Regions from separate parts of the Gossypium arboreum genome. Here region 2 is linked to region 1. Evidence: chromatin contacts called from public Hi-C data. All regions are on one chromosome and are shown on one strand. Each heading gives the region's core, a stretch centred on a gene start, on an enhancer-like site or on the middle of the called end of the contact. The rest is flanking DNA. Distances are from core to core; before and after follow the strand shown. Region 1 has its middle 19 kb from the start of LOC108460091. Region 2 overlaps LOC108471248 (transcription factor bHLH35).

Region 1 (5,887 bases), core at 3,045-5,544:
ATGGTAAGCCTGCAGTGCTGTATAAAAAGAATTGGGATCTAGTGGGAGAAACTGTGGTTGATACAACTTTATCTTTCCTTAACTCAAAGTCTTCTTAAAGAAAAAAAAAAAAAACATGACATTCATCACATTAATTCCCAAGAAATCTAATCCTGACTCAATTCATCAGTACAAACCTATAAGCCTCTGCAATGTCACTTATAAGATTTGTGCTAAAAGTGATTATAAGTAAGTTTGAGGGAGTACTTATTTGTTCCTTTCAAAATGCTTTTATAAAAGGATTGGTGGGGATGATGAAAATAAGACCTATGATGGATTCAATTGAGATTTTATATTTTCAATTTTGATAATAAAAAAAAAATCATTATAAAATATATATGTACAGTGAATTACCAAATTATTATCAATGGAGAACCATCAAAACCTATTAAACCAAACAATGGGTTGAGACAAAGGGATCCATTATTCCTTTATATCTTCCTATTTTTGCCAAAACATATCTTCAAACTCAAGTTCTATTACTAGTTTATTGTTTATGGACTAATCTTTGTGTTGTCATTTATGATATTTTTGCTTTTTATCTCTCTTAAAAAAATTAAAATATACGTTAATTGAATGTTAGCTCGTTGATGTGGGTTCGAGTGCACTGAAACTCGTTATTCTCCTATTTAAGGGTTGAGGAGAAACTATGATTAGTTTTAGGCATTATATCAAAAAGAGCATTAAAAACCCTATAATGAAATTAATATTAAAAAATCAAAATATAAAATATTTCTTTCAAACAAATATAATTAATGTAACTATTTATATATTTTCCCCACATCATTAATATGAATGATATATATATATATATATATATATATATATAGTAAGTAGAAATAGAATCAAGAAAAGCAAAAGTTTAGAATTGTACACACTAAACCTACCCACTATTGCAGTCAAAAGTTTTCTCAACCTTTTGCATCTTTTATGGATCCTTTATTATTATTATTATTATTATTATTATTATTATTGAAAAATTATTTCAAAGTTATCAAAGTCTATTACTAGGGTCACACATATTTTATTTAGGACTAAATTTCTAAAATAAAAATTTAAAATTAAATTTTAAATTTGTAAAAATAATATTTCAAATCTATTTGTAAAAATAAAATATTTTATTGAAAATGTATCAAATATTAACTTATCGAAGGCTTTACTCCTTTTTTTTTAATTTTCATTAGTTCTCTAGGTTTTATTTTTAAAATTTTAATTAAACCCTTTTTTTGAAATAGTTTAATTAACCCCAAAATTTAATGTCAAGATTTGCCACAATAATATGTTGTTGTCAATTGAGCCTATAGTTAATGGCAAAAGGACTTCCACTGAATAAAGTTATGTTTGACATTAGATCTTGAGTTCAATCGTCGAACACGCCTTGTGCCTCCTCTTATAAAAAAATTAAGTTGCATTATAATTATAATTTATATAAATAAATATATTAGATTGTTTCAAAAACTTACATGCATGAATTTTTTAATTATATTGATAAATTCAATTGTGGATTTAAATAGATTTGTCCCGATAATAGTCTTATGGAGGCCCTTATATTAGAAATCAGATTGCATTTTACCCCGTCTACTCAAAAAATAGGAAAATAAATCCACGTGCGTTAAACAAAAGAGTAAGTTGATTATTTTTGTTAAAAAAATTTCATCCATTTGTATTGTTAAAAACTGACATGATTGATAGAATAACTAGACAGTGATATCTGACATGCTACGTGTACCTTATATAAATTTACAGCGTGACTAGTTTTTAATAGTGTAAATAGATGGAATTTTTAATAGATGATTAAGTGTGGCTGACAGAATAACCAGACACTGACATATGACATGCCATACTTATCTCATGCTAATATACATGGACTGATTTTTAACGATAGAAATATATAGAATTTTTAACAAAAGAACGAATTTGATATGTGATTAACATATAAAAATTACTTTATTAATTTTTTTAAGTAGAACAAACAAAATACAATTCGACTCTTAATATTAAGATCTCCATGATATTTTTATGGATCCGTCCCTTATTATTATATTGAGGAGGGAATCAATAAAGCTCTTTTCGTATCCTACATTTCTTCCTTTTTAAACTTTTAACGACTCTCATGAAAACAATAATTTCCCACCAAGTGCTCAATGACAGGAAATAAAGAAAAAAAAAAGGATTTTTTAATAGATTTGAGTGTTTTTTATTGGGTTAAATATTTTTTGAGGCCTGAAGTTAGTAACTATTTTTACACAAGGGTCTAATTTTTTTTTTTGTTAAAGTTAGTCTTTGATATTTTTTTGAAAATCCTAAAGTCTAAACTTTAATATGAGAACAGTTAATAAGTTCAAGTCCCAAAATGGGAATAATTGCCTAATTCAAGCTCTAATATAGGAGTAATTATCAAGTTTAGAGACTAATTTGGACAAAAAAAATTTAAGTCCTAATTTGAGAGTCGTTGCCAAGGTCAGATCCTAAATAATAATTTAACCTTTTTTTTTTTTACAGTAACTATTCAAAAAGGGGAATATAAGGAGAGGGGCTTACTTAAGCCTCTTGGAACAGGAAAAAGGAATGTGGGAAAACGCCAAAAAGAAAGCACCAAATTTTCCTTGATGATTGAAGCAAAGCAAAACACAGCACAGTGTTGGTGTTTTTTTTTTCTGGGTTTTGATGTTTTGAAATAACGCATGCCCTATCAAGCTGACACAAATAAATAAAACCCCATCACATTTGCTCTTTTTATTTTTATTTTTTTAAGCTTATAAATTGTGTATATATATGTGGATGGCTCACCTTTTCAAGGTTTCCCCGACATGGATTATCCTTGCCACTGCAAAACCCATCACTAACAATTCAACTCTCAAGAGAAAGTACTTAGATTCTGTTTTCACCCTTCTCTCCTTTCTTCCTTTGTTTTCATTTGCTATTTTGCATGAGAATAATGCAAATTTTGATGGTTAAAAATTATGTACTATGTATATGTTTAATTTATGCATTGTATTGCGATTTGATTTGTTCGGTTTTAGTATTATACTTTTTAAATTTTAAAATTTTAGTATCGACCCAAAATATAATAATTAAAGTGCAGTAGAGCCAAGTTAAAACTTGAATAGGAGCAAGCTCGAGATAGACTCAAAATTTAAGGCTTAATACTTGGCTTCAACTCTGCTGAACATCAAATTCTAAGCTTGAAGAAAGCTTGAAACTTAATTGAGCCACTCGAGATTGATCTCAATTAAGCTCGATTAATCTTATTTGTTTAATTTCTTTCTATATAATAAGAGTAGAATATAATTTCATAATAAAAAATATATTAAAAAATCAAAACCTCGATAAGGCTCATGAGTAGTTTGAATCGAATATTATGATGCTCAAATTCAGCTTGATTAATAACTCAAGCTACTCAATTTCAACTCGGTAATTACCAAATCGAATTTATTTTTTTTCGATTTGAACTCTTATAGTTTATGAGGATCAATGTCTTATTTACACTCCTAATAACAGTTAAATTCGCTAGGTCAAAATTTTCCATTAGTCCCACACCATGTGTAAGTTATAGATTAAGACACTATACTTTATTTTGATCACTTTTAGTAACTATACTTTTCGAATTTTAAAATCTCAATCCTGACTCAAATGGCCGCCATCAAATTTATTACTAAAATGACATGACCTTTTTTTAAATAAGGACTAAGTGAAAACATCAAGTTGATAAAAATTAAACATGCGATAATATATTTACCGCATATAACTTTAAAAATAATATGATTTAACTTAACAAATTAATCGCTACCATATAAGTGAAGACTAAATTTTAAATTTAAAAAAAAATCAAAATGAACTAAATTAAATTACATAAACTAAATCTACAACTTAGAAAAATTGATGCACAAACTTTAGTGATTAATTAATATGAGAATAGAGTGGGGGAGTGAAAGAGTAAGCATAGAGACCCCGCCCCACTATTGTCGTGATTATTGACTTTTTTTGACAATATTATTATAGGTTAGAATTATATCTGTTCTTTTTTATATAATATTTAGAATTATCTAAAGTTTCTTCCCAATTCATAAATAAGAAGATAATACATTTCAATACACTTAAACTTATGCATCCTCTATTAACAACAATACTCATACTAATTGAGTTAATACTTGATCAATAACTTTAGTGATTAATTAATAAAAGAATAGAGTGAGCAGTGAAGGAGTAAGCATAGAGACCCCACCCCACTATTGTCGTAATTATTGACTTTGCAAGTTGCAGATAGTATTGTCGGAGAATAGGCTGCTTTTTTTTCACTTTTGTTTATCCCCTTTTTGGTAGGGTTGAAGGAATGTCTCTTTGCTTCCTTCACATTATACTTACTTTTTGGACTTTCTTTTGCCATATTGCTAGCATTTCATTCCACTCTCTTTTAACCTCCCTTTGTATCCCACATCAAATAATAATAAGGGTAAGTTTGGATGTGCATTACATTTAATTACAGTTAGTATAAAAATAACAATGGTGATAATATTAGATACTGTAGTAATATTATAGTGTAAGATAAAAAGTAAATTAAATGCATTGCACCCCACTGTCCATCTAAATTTACTCTAAATGTATTTATTGATGTTTGAATTTGTATTTTTCTTTCACAAGGTAGAACTCATGTCCTCCAACATTGATAATAATGTCTATGAAAATTAAGGCTCAATTACCAATATATAATAATTTTTAATAATTAAAAAAAAAACTCCATCATCATATCAAATAAAAATCTTAGAACTAAAAAGAATTTACTTCCTGTTAAGCAGAATCATGAATCAATACCAAAATTAATCTACAAGCTATTATAAAGCACTGAAGAAAGACAGTCCATCAGATTGGGTGGAGTAGCCCTAAAAATCAGTTGAGGTTGGTTAAAATATTGCCCACCAAAATCATTTAATTAACCTAAAAGGCTGCAAGCATATTATAGTATACTTATTGGGCAGACAGATCAGGCTTTTGTTTCCTTTTAGAATTAAAGTATGTTTTATGCTGATTTTATGGTTTATAAAAATTAAATTTTTGGAGATTTGTGATTATTTTATTTAATAATGTTATCTCTAATGTTTATTATGTGTTAAATATAATATGTATATAAGGGATGACAAATGAAAGTGAAAAATGGTAAATATAGTGTAGATTCTTGAATTTGGTTTTAATATTCAATTTGGTACTCAAACCATATGATATCTTATGACTCGATAAATGTTTAATATATGCGCTTTAGTAAAAAAAAAAACATAGGTACTTAACTGAGACAAAAAAAAAACTCAGATATTAAAGTGAATAGTGAAACCAAACTCAGATATTAAAGTGAATAGTGAAACCAAACTCAAATACCAAATTGAACATTAAAGTGAAACTCATGTACTTAACTAATATAGAAAAAAAACAAGTATCAAATTGAAAAACTTATATACTAAAATGAACATTGAAATCAAATTTAAGTACCAAATAGAATACTAACCGGAAAAATAGGCATATAAATTATCTACCACAAACATCCCACCTAGGCTTCTCCATGGGCTGGCCCAAGTCATAAATAGGTTTGGGACTTACCCCAAAATATAGGTAGAATTTCATAAAAGGCCCTTTCCAACTATAGGACATTGTACAGAAGGCCCTGAAATATTTAGCAAAAAAGGGCAATGTTCAAGGCCCAATTCATTTTTAAACAGATTTCACTTTTCTTTTCAAGCCTTTCTTTGAGTGTTTTCTTTTATTTGAGTCCTCTAAAATATTAAGTGGATCTTCAGTAGTTGAATATGTAGATACCTTTCCCCCTCCCTCTAAATTGTTTTCTTCTATTGATTTATGT
Region 2 (5,950 bases), core at 1,576-4,075, 58 kb after region 1:
CAGACTGTTGAAAACCGTGTTTGTTGAGGTAAGTCCATTTTTCGTCTTTCTAGAACTGTTGTTCTTCGTTCCCTTTCACTGGGTCACATTTTATATTTATTTTGTTAGTTGTGTCGTCGTACGAAACAACAATTACCCGTAAAATGGGCCATATATTATTTAAGACCAAAATAGAAAAATCGAATTTAACTCCCTAAGCAACTTAGATCCTAGCGTAACCAATTAATGCTAGGAAAACTTATTTAACAGATTTTATAAAATAATTAGTATAAATTTAAACTTAAACAGTAAAACTTTAATAAATTCTTTAGTTATTAAAACAAATAATATAAGTGACTGGAAATTAGAAATTAAAAATAGTTTAATGCTAACTTGTGTACTAAAACAAGTTAAAAAAATAACCAACAAATTAGAAGTAGTGATAGTGGGGTTCTTCTCTGAATATGTGAATTAAGTTCGAATTTTACAATCATCGTTGTTGGAAGAATTTTATTTTAATATCACGTTAACTCAAATAGAATTTAATTTAGACCGTAAAATAATTGAGTACACCTATAATTATATATAAAAGAAAAAAAAATAGATTAAAACAACAGTACTTCTTACCAAACTTAACATAAGTTAATTAAACAAGTTTTACTAATATGGGTTGATTTCATTAGTTGAATACTCATTAACATCTCATCAACAATCTCAACGCTCTATATAATTAATAGTATTCGTCTAGACTTTTAATTTAAAACAGGTTTAATTCCAAATTTATTTAAAGGAAAAAAAGTAGTGAACACTTTCATAAAAAATTTAAAAGCTTTAATAACCGGATTAAGTAACGACAAATAAATTATTAAAAATGTGGTGGCGTACAACACATAGTTAGAAGGGGTATCAAATAAAAAAAAAACGGCCAGAAACGTGGGGCCTAAAATATTGGAAACCGATAGAGAAAACTTTAATAAAGTCGATCATCCATTACCATCTTTTATAGAATAATTTAAGATAAGTGAAAAATAAATAAAGAAAAAAACAAAAGAGAGAGACAATAATGTAGTTAATTACTTAGTAATTATATTTTAAATAAAAAGTATTTTTTTTTCTTTTTAGAAAAATTAATTTACTAAATGATTTGATTTTAAACCAATCCTTTTATTGAATTAAAATCCTTCATATATAGATACAAAATAAAAAAAAATATTTATCACATTATCATTGGAGTTTAAAAATTTTACAAACATGACAATTGAGTCTTAGCTTGATTAACAATTGAGTCTTAGCTTGATTAACATGAGCAACAAGAGTACGAATGCGCTAAAACGTATTATCCTTCTATTTATGGGTTGGAGAAGGATTATAGATAGTTTTAAATATTGTGTCAAAAAAATAACAGATATGATCAAAACTTATATTGAGATTATTTAAAAAAAATTCTACCACCATAATTGGAGTGATCACATATTAATGTAGAGTATAGTAAAAAAATTAAAAGTAAAAAAGAAGGGCATATGTTAATTTTAAATTTTACTTAAATATTTTTAAAAAATGCATGGTCATCCTATAAAATAAATGAATAGTTTTGTATAATATAAATGGATAGAATTTAGGGTAAGTGAAATCCAGGGTGTTCGAATAAAACCTGTTCCGACACAAAAACTAAAGTAGGAAAGGAAAAGGGAAAGTGAAAGGACCCATATCACTCCCCACTTTAAACGTCCAATATATCAGTCTTCCATGATCGATTATGCTATTTTTAATATTTTCTAATTCGAGATATATAACTTTTGTATGTTATGAAGAAAATTAAAAGAAATGTAAATTTTGGTATGCCTCTAGTCAACTGTGTTAATCATGTCCATTTGGGTAACTCCATCATAAACTATGGTTACAAATCCTATATATATGTATGTTAGAGTCGGATCATGATTTATAATTGGCATCCCTTCAAAGAAGAGTCCAAAAGATGATAAATTTGTAAACTGAATTTAAAGTTGAGTGATAAATATTGTGTTTGTATTTTAGTTTATATTAGCATGAGTTTGATTTTTTTAACAAACTTTACACCCTGACGCTTACAAAAAGAAACTTGTCGGTTCAAGGGAGAAGCTAAATGATGTGGGCAGGGCCTTAAAATCCCCTTCAGAATCAGTAAAATTTCATGTTAAGTTGCCTCTCTCCCAAATATATTATAATTCAATTATAACCCTTTCTAAAACAACCTGCTTGCTTTGCTTAGGGGAGTAGACAGGGGTATATAAGGTTATTGATCTTCCCTAAAATGGTAAAATTACAATTTAGTCCCTTCAAAATTTATGAAATTATAAATTAATATAATAGTAAAATCACACTTTAACCTCAAAAAATTATCATTTATTAATTTCTAAAGTAATTTTTTACTTTACCCTAATTAAATTCTTTAATAATTATGACTCTAAAGTATCTTTCATTTAAGCAATGATAGAGAAGAAAATATTTAATAAATTGTGGTGGGGTTTTAGGGTTATAAGAACTAGTATACTAAAATACTAGTGTATATCTTCTAGAAAATAATAAATATAAAGAGTAGGTATACAACTATCATTGCTTGTTTAGTTAATACATTTTGTTAAATATATTTTTATTTCTTTAAAAGAATTATTTAATTTTTTTTATACAAGATCATTGATTTTGTCCCTACATGCACCACATAAATGATAGAAGTATGACCGCAATGAAAAACTTGTAGAATATACTAGCATCTTGTTTTTGTTTTATTTCTTCTTCTTTTTTTCTCCCTATTGTATACAATTCGTAATTATCAAAACTTTCCAGTGCCAAAATTATGCCCTTTTTGTACCCATCACTCTATAATAGGACCAACACACTAAATCATGTTTATATATATATATACATCTGTGGCTATAAATATCTAAACAAAACTCCCACAACGAACCACCATGTGTTAAATAAAAAATATATATTTGCATTTAAAACGTGCTCTTATTTAATTTATCTAATGTGAAAAACAAAATATATTATGCGCATGGCTTAATAACACATCACCTTTTTACATTTCCTTTTCTTAAATGTCAGTATACTAAAAAATGCAAATTGACAGTACATTATTGCTCTTCTTTATTTTCATATTTTTGTCTTTATTATTAATTTTTAAACAATTCGAAATTTCCGTAATTTATTTACCATTTTCTGAATATTTAATGGTATTATTGTCACATCACTATACGTAGACTTCAAAGCTTTGGTTTGGTTAGGTTTGGTTTAGGGTATCAGTTATTTTCTCTCATAAATAAATACAATTAAGGTTTTTCTTTGGTACCTTTATATTATTTATAAGCAAATTGTTTAATCTTCCAAAATAACGGTAGAGGTTGCTTTAAAGTTAAAAAGCATGAGTATAGGTATTTTATAAGTGGTTTTTTATTTAGAAAAATAAAATCTGAATGAATCCTTTGGAATGTTAATTTATAAATTAGGCATCCTTCTGTCATCCACATATTCGGGTCCACAAGATAAAGAATAATGAACGTGTCAATTGCCTAAATACTGGGCAATTTGCCAAACCTTTACTCCTTTTTCTTTTAAATTCTCTCTTTTGTTTTTTGCCGAGTAAAGGAGGGATAAACTTTAGCAATGCCCAAAAATAGCCACACATCTCAGCTTTCAGTAATACGAACTAATACTAAATTATTAGTAAATTTATGTATTGATCACTTAATTTTAAAAAGTTATAAAATATCGTTAAATTATTCTAAAGTTTTTATTTAAGTTATTGAATTATTAAAATAAGTTTTGTATGGTTTTTTCTATTCACATTATCTGCACCAATTAAAATTATTTTTTCCTTTTCTCTTTTACAATTTAGGTTTTATTTATTTATTTATATGAAATGACTTTGGACGTTACAAATCTATGAACCAAAATTCAAATAGTTTTCTTCTTTGGTTTCCGGCATTGACTATCGATTTACTTAGATTTAAAGTATGTTCTTCTACCTATCAATGGGTATCGGTCCATTATACCAATCGTTGAATCGTCGTTTGGAGCTTGCTGGTTGGACTTATACATATAATTAACAGCCCAATGATTTAAATGAACACTTTCAAATAATTCAATGACTTAAATAAAAACTTTTAAATAATTTAGTGACTATTTTATTATTTTTTGAAGTTGAGTGACCAAGACATAAATTTTAATTTACTGATAATTTAGTGACCTTAAATATAATTTACTCTTTTTTTTCAAGTTGTTTGTCACTTGTTGATTTTAGAATATATTTAAAAATTATTTGATAATTAAATTTACGTATAATTACTTATAATTACACATATGCCATATTTGAATAATTATTATAATTAATAAAGCTGACTGAGTGTAAATAAGATACCAATTATTTGCTCAAATTCTTTAGGTTGTTGAGAATTACTCGAGGTAATTAGTAATGATCACTTTCAAATTTTTGTATATTTTTATTTTTATTCTAATGGATAATTATAATTATATTTTATTAGTTAAACACATCTAGAAAATTATGATTTTTTGCAGGGTTAAATAATTATTTGGGGCTTGAATTTGTCAACAATTCTCACATTGAGGCTTAAGTTTTTTTTGTCCTCGTTAGTCCTTGAACTTAGCAATTATTCTCATATTAGAACCTGAACTTAGCAATTATTCTCACATTAGGGCATAAACTTTAAAGTTTTCAAGGAAATATTAGGGACTAACTTGGACAAAAAAAATCTATTCCTCAATGTGAGAACAATTGTCAAGTTCTGGGACTAAATTGAACTTAAAAAATTTAAGTCCCAATGTAATTAATTTCACTTTATATTACTAATTCACTTTATTGTCTCTAATTTATTTTTTAAATATAGCAATTTGTTTTGGAAACAATATATATTCACATAAATTCTAGTATCATTTATTTGGTTTTGGGCTTGACATAAAAATGCAGGCTGATGAAAGGGAGAAGGATGAGTTAAAGGTGCAGATTGAAACAGCCATTGCAGCACTGAACGATCCACAAAGTCCAATGAGTATGTGAGCTAATGATAACAATAACAATGATAATAAATCTGTCAAATTTACCACATTTTCATCATGCTCCTTTTTCCTTACTTCTTCGTTCTAAGTAGAGTCTTTAGTTTTCGGCAGTCTTTATGTTTGAAATCTCTACGTCCCTTTAGTCCCATCATCATCATCTTGTAAAATAAGTGTATGCTTCCATGTCCTGTGTTTGAAATTTCAATAGAATAACATTTCTCCCTTTAATTCATTTAGTGTTTTTGTTTTTATTTTTCTCCTTTTTAAGATTAACTAAATCATCTTTTGTTAAAGGCAATGATAAAGTCGGAAATTTTATATTGGAGGATTGGAATGCATAAAATTAAAAAGTTATAGGGGCATAAGTTAAATGGAATTAAAAGTGTAGTTGTAGCATTTAACCAAAGTTTTCGTCTAGGGTTAATATGGTTAAGTTATTGTTTAAAAATGCAAATATGTACTAAGAGGTGGTTGGAAAAAGTAAATGTAGACATTTTTCTCTTATATTTGGATCAAATTTGAATCTTGAATTCAACATTGTTAAGAGGGTTTCACCTAAATATCACTCCGGTCCTAATAAAACTAGCTTCAAATTGTAAAATGGATAATTTTTTTCTATAATTAAGTGAACTATTTTTGGATAATTACTTATTTATTATCCGAGCGTGTATAATTACAATAAATCAAGCAATTAGATATTTCCATTACTCTTTACAACTCAATAATCCCCTATTCTATACAGAGTTGAATTGTCTCTTGTTGTGTTCTTACAATTGTGTACAAAAGTCATTGATATTTTTCTTTTAGTTGCATTTTAAGTTAAAATTGATTTTAGTAACTACAACAGTTAAAATTCAAAATGGACACCATTCAAAAAATTTCTACATTTTTCCGGCTTTATTTAGAGAGTAATTCATTA

What was found. A called contact is a pair of places that touch in the nucleus more often than the background predicts.
Region 2: a Hi-C map of leaf shows a contact between it and region 1, with 2.2 times the contacts expected there. The contact joins two enhancer-like sites. A contact is called at or near these places in 2 of 5 Hi-C or Micro-C datasets (both in leaf).

What each region holds. Positions count from the first base shown.
Region 1 is chr13:127,060,182-127,066,068 of ASM2569848v2, forward strand. No RefSeq gene overlaps it. Among protein-coding and RNA genes, the nearest start is that of LOC108460091, 19 kb to the left of the region's middle. Within about 2 kb of position 4,295, at least 2 of the 2 cell types and tissues checked have an H3K27ac peak or open chromatin away from gene starts, as enhancers often do. A contact at or near this core is called in leaf, where this site is marked.
Region 2 is chr13:127,119,561-127,125,510 of ASM2569848v2, forward strand. LOC108471248 (transcription factor bHLH35) reads left to right here. Exons shown (of 5, transcript XM_017772881.2): 4 at 1-28; 5 at 4,943-5,263. The coding sequence ends at 5,032. Among protein-coding and RNA genes, the nearest start is that of LOC108471248, 4.2 kb to the left of the region's middle. Within about 2 kb of position 2,826, at least 1 of the 2 cell types and tissues checked has an H3K27ac peak or open chromatin away from gene starts, as enhancers often do. A contact at or near this core is called in leaf, where this site is marked.